Regions from separate parts of the Camelus bactrianus genome. Here region 1 is linked to region 2. Evidence: chromatin contacts called from public Hi-C data. All regions are on one chromosome and are shown on one strand. The core of a region is the stretch at or near the end of the contact, and the rest is flanking DNA. Distances in the headings are between cores, read along the strand shown. Region 1 holds the start of DORIP1 (dopamine receptor interacting protein 1). Region 2 holds the start of MIS18BP1 (MIS18 binding protein 1).

What was found. A called contact is a pair of places that touch in the nucleus more often than the background predicts.
Region 1: a Hi-C map of liver shows a contact between it and region 2, with 8 times the contacts expected there. The contact joins the promoter of DORIP1 here to the promoter of MIS18BP1 in region 2. A contact is called at or near these places in 2 of 2 Hi-C or Micro-C datasets (blood and liver).

What each region holds. Positions count from the first base shown.
Region 1 is chr6:47,125,701-47,128,400 of ASM4877302v1, forward strand. DORIP1 (dopamine receptor interacting protein 1) reads right to left here and starts at 1,358. Exons shown (of 5, transcript XM_074365585.1): 1 at 1,217-1,358. LOC123611833 reads left to right here and starts at 275. Exons shown (of 16, transcript XM_074366584.1): 1 at 275-292; 2 at 857-1,775. The coding sequence starts at 275. The coding sequence ends at 1,774.
Region 2 is chr6:46,868,237-46,870,936 of ASM4877302v1, forward strand. MIS18BP1 (MIS18 binding protein 1) reads left to right here and starts at 1,280. Exons shown (of 15, transcript XM_074365580.1): 1 at 1,280-1,403.

The DNA of each region.
Region 1 (2,700 bases), core at 108-2,607, 260 kb after region 2:
GGGGTGGCAATTCTAGAGCCTAGGAAAACACAAACTCAAGTTTCTTCTTAATAGGAACTGACATGTTTAGGAGCATATTTTTAAAAAATCATAGGGCATTTAAATACTTTGAAAATAACTTTATGGTTTGATTGATTTTTGTTGAATTTTAAAGAATTTTGTAGCAAGGTCGTATGATTAAGAGCCTGAGTTCAGATTTCTAAATATTGTATTGGAAAGAAATTATAAATCTCTGTAATATTTCTCAACCAAATTATCTTTTAGACACGACCAAATGAGTAACTATAGCTCTGTAAAGTAATAGTTACACTTCGGGAGAATTAATCTACAAATATATATATAAACTACATACGTGTATTAAAAATATATACACACATAAAATGAAACTAACTTCTTTAGCCTTTTTCTATGGAAAAAAGTGGGGAGGATAAGAGAGAATTGAAAAAAACTACAGGACACCTAGTCTAGCTTCTTCAGTAACGTGATTTGCCCCAAAGTAAATTACAATAAAAATGACTAAAAAAGATGGAGAAATGGCTGCAAACAGCTTTACTTAAAATTGTCTTTAAGTTTGGCCACACCTTCGGAAACATAGTTTAGTTACGCACTGATTTAGAAGCCCTGGAGAAAGTATCCTGCTGGCTTCATTTTCCAGCCTCAACAAGCCCTCTAGTTTCAATAAACCCAGAAAACTCCCCCGACTTCTATTTTCTTGGCAAAACGACACCTTCCTTCTGCGGTCATTTCCACGGGTGACAATCTGTACTCCACGCTGGTCGTGAGGGCCAGTCCATTTGACGAAGGCATTAAGTGCCGGAATCCCTAAGAGCTCGGGGGTCCTAAGTTCCCTCCCTAGTCAGCGCCCCGAAATAATCCGGAAAAGGGGCCCGCGCTCCCGCTAGAAGCAGCACGGGTCTCGGTGCAGGGACCCGCGGGGCCCACGGTAGGCGCCCTCCTCCATCCCCTGCACTCCGGCCACGCCCAACCCGCCCCCGGCCCACAGCGCCCGGGAAGGCCTGGCACTGACCGCTGGCCCCGCAGGGCGGCCGGGTCCCCGAACCGGGAAGCGGTGAGAGAGCTGGGTGTCCCCAGCCTGCGTTCGGGCAGCGGCCCCGCAGAGCGCCTGGGACTGCGGGTAATAGGCGGGAGAGCCGGGCATCGGAAGGCGTTCCCACACCGGCCAGTCTCCGTCCACCAGGAAGCCGACTTTTCGTACCTCCCCAGGGACCGAAAACCGCCGGTGCCGCCGCACCCGTCGCCGCCGCCGCTTGCTCATGGAGAGCCCGTGCTGCCGCCGCCGCCGCCGCCGCCTCATCTACTAGCACCGCCGGCTGTCTCGGCTTCCCCGGGCGTGAGCGCCGGGCTCCGGCACGGCCCCCATAGCACCCGCCGCGGCGGGAGCCACAGCAGCTCCAGCGCCCAGGCCCGATCCGACCGGACCCACGGAGCCAGGACCGCGGGACGCGTAGCTTCTTATTACGGAGGAAGATTCGGCCTGACCTCCGCCCCCCCGCCCCCCAGCCCCCAGTGCCCAGTCCCTAGCTGCCTGACGGCGCTGCTGCGCACGCGCGAAGACGCCGGGTCCAAACGTGCGTGTGTTGGATGTGTACACAGCATCCAGATTTGCCCAATAGGAACCAGGATCAGGTGCAGGGGGCGGGACTTCTCAGGGAGGGGCGGGGTTCCAGTGTTAGGCAATGGGCAGGGCTGCCGGAAGTGGGAAGGATTTGCACGGAGGCGGAGCTTTGTTGGCAAACCTGCTTGGCCGTTTTGAGGTTTGTACCATTTTAGGACTTTACTTGATTTTGGTTTGCTTCTAGGTCTGGTGTTTTCAGATTCTTAACTCTAAAAGGGAAAGCTTTGTTTTCTCAGTAAATTATAAGTATTCAAACTTTTAAGTATATATTTAGGGAAAGTTGAATTAGTATGTTAAGTGCTATCTGTAGTGTTCAAGGTAATAATTGGCCAATATATTGTAATTTACAGTGAAAATTAATAACATTTAAGGGAATTAGATAGCTTTAGCTCCATTATAGAGATGAAAAATTGAGTTTTGGAGATGAGAAATTCCTACGCATTGACAGACAGCTAGACATTGAAGCTAGAGCTGCTTAGTGCTAGAGTTGGTGGGCACAACCACTATTCTTCAGTAGATCCTAGTTCTTGTATCCTCCCTTAAATAGTCAAAGCCCACGTGGCTCTGCTCCCGGAGTACACAGGCTATCCTGGAAAACTACCTTCATTCGCAATTAGAAATGGGGATACTGTTGAGATATTCCCCATCTGGCTGTGCGAGAAAAAAAAAGAAGATTGTCTGGAAAGGGAAACTCAACCTTCAGAATACACAATGCACAGACCTTAAGGCCAGCCCAGTACATCACTGTGGTCCTCAGTCACAGCTGAGTCTGGCAGAGTCTTGGACACCTTCTTGACTAATTTAATGGTCAGGCAGGGTTATGTCAGGGAGTTTCCTCATGGACCTCTCTCGGGGACTCTGGTGATAGACGGATGGAACTTCTGGGAGAGAAGCTTGTCTCACTCAAGATAAACATTGCCGGTGGAGTTGGGAAGAAATAGACATCTCTCAGAGCAGAGGAGTAAGAAAGAGGCTATGCCCAAAAAGGAATAATTAATTATTTTGGCAAAAATCTCCTCTTTTTAGTCTCTTGGTTTTTCTTATTTCTTATGGCATTCCATAGA
Region 2 (2,700 bases), core at 30-2,529:
CATCTTTCCTTGGAAAATTATTAGTCATCCTTATGTAAAAATCCTGTTGCTCTTTAACCTGGAGCATGCTAGATCCTAGTTACTTCCCACAGGAGAAGTAGCTAACTAAAAAAAAAAAAAAATTAAAGTCTGTATTTCTGAGTGTCTGCCCTTAATATTTCAAGGTTCCTATTTTGGCTGAATGTGTGAGCTATGGATACCTCATCATCAGGAACAGAAACTTTCCATAACTTCTATATCAGATGCTTTGGAGTATGACTGTCTCTTCAAAGTCCCTCTGTTCCACAAAGTATATTTCATAGATGTCACTAAACATATAAGTCTGGCTTTTCCCACAGATTTGGTGCAAATCCATGACCAGCCATTTTCTCATTATGCTGCTAGACAGAAACTTCACTTTATCTATGCAGATTTGTTTCCCTCCTACCACCCCCAACTGGTTTCTTTTCCTTACTTGAATTCATTTCATGTTTTAAATGTATATTTTAGATTCTGCGTTATTTCGTGAGCACAAAATTTAGTGGATACAGGATTTAGAAAAGTGGATTGCAAAAGTCACTTTAAAAAAATCCATTACAACCATTTCAGTTCAGTCTTACTGGACAAATGCGATACATGATTCTAGGATGCTGAGAATTGGGGGGAGGAAGGGAGGCAAAAATATACTCTCCAGTCCTAAATGCTGGCTTGGTGGGGAGAGGGACGGAGTTCATGAAGAGAAAATGCAGGATTACAGCTGGAAGGGATTTAGGGCTGAAAACACTAGTTAACTAACTCCCCGGGTTCCTCCTTCTCCGCCAAGACTGAAACAAGGTACCCTACACAGTGCTTCCAGCTGGCGACTACATCTTGTCGGGGTGCTGAGGCGAAGGATACACAGTACTCCGCGGTGGTGGTTAGAGCAGAGCGCAGTCTTAGGCAAGACTCAGTCTAAACGTGACTATCACGAACTGCACCACAACCCAGAATAGCCGAGATTAATGCTTTTAGGATTGGAGACCGTCAGGTTAAAAAAACTCACACTTTCTGGGGGAACAGCTCAAACTAAACAGCCCATTGCAAGTATAACTTTGCATTCAGTCCGTCATCTCCTCAAGTACAAAGCACTCTTTTTTGGCCTCAAATATCTCGCGGCCTGAGAAAACTAAACGCTCTGTCAAACGTATTCAGCAAGCTGTTCGCTCCCACGTGGAAGGAACCGATGACCAAAAGCTGTAGGCGTTCACACCCGTAGGGCAGGAAGGCAGCCGGGAAGGGACAAACTTAAGAAGCTGCCGGAGCGCCGGTGAGTCCAGGAGACGTCTGACGTAGGCCTTCCTGCCGCAGAGCATTTCGGGAGGAGCGACGGAAGGCGAAGCGGGTCCTCTCTCTGAATTCGAAACGAAGTCTGAGGACAACCAGAGGTGCGTGCCGAGTACCCGTGGCAGCTTGGGGTTGCCCAGTTTTTGTGGAAACAACATTGCCCACGCGGAGCAGGGCCTACTCTTAGTTTTCTTATGTCCGGGTGAGACGCACGGTGACGCAATTCTTCAACGCGCCAATCCTGGGCAGGCCGGAGGGCGGGCTCTTCAAATTTGAACTCCCGAGCTGTTTCGGTGTTAGGGAACCTCACGGAGGAGAGGAGCGTCACCTGCGGCTCGGCCGCTGCGGGCCGGGGCCGACGTGGGCCAGAGGCACGAGCCCTGGGGCTCCTAGCCCCCACTCCGCGGGAAGGGGATCCCGGACTACCGCGATCTCACGCTCCAGGCCCTTTACCCGAGGTATGGCCCCCCTGCGCCTCTTCCCTCTCCTCCTGCCTCCGATCCCTTTTGGCGCTGCGAGTTCCAGCACTTAAGTATTCTGGGCCCTTGCAGACTGGTGTACATTTCTGGCTTTCGGAGTGGAATCTGAGGGTTTTCAGAATCTTAAGTACACACTTCTTCATCCTACTACTTGCTTGAATTGAGAAGGAAGAGGTTAGGCAGCATGAAACAGGAGTTGTTGGTTCTTGGACCCTTTCACTGTGCCTATAATTACCTGCTTTAAATGAAAACAATCCTGTGTCTACAGTAGTCGCCCCTTATCCGGTCACTTTTCCCACCCCACAGTTTTAGTTACCACAGTCACCTGCGGTATAAGTATATTAGGTGGAAAATTCCAGAAATAAATAATTCGTAAGTTTTAAATTGCACACCTTTTAAAGTAGTATGATGAAATATTGGTCCGTACCAGCTAGGGTTGTTAATTATCCCTTTGTCCAGCATATCCCACCCAGTAGTCACTTAGCAGCCCTCTCAATTATCAGATGGCCTATTGAGGTATGATAGTGCTTATGTTCAAGTAACTCTAATTTTACTTAATAATTGCCCCAAAGCACAAGAGTAGTGATACTGGCAATTTGGATATGCCAAAGAGAAGCTGCGAAGCCCTTCTTTTAAGTGAAAAGTGAAAGCTCTCCATTTAATAAGGAAAGGAAAAAAAGTCATATACTAAAGATTGCTAAGGTCTATGGTAAGAACGAATCTTCTGTTTGTGAAACTGAAAAGGAAAAAAAATTATGGTGGTATTGTTATTGCATCCCAAACTGCAAACGTTACAGCCACAATGCATGGGAAATGCTTAGTTAAGTTAGAAAAGCATTAAATTTGTACAATAAGATATTTTGAGTGAGAGAGAGATGACATTCATATAACGTTTATTACAGAATATTGTTATAATTGT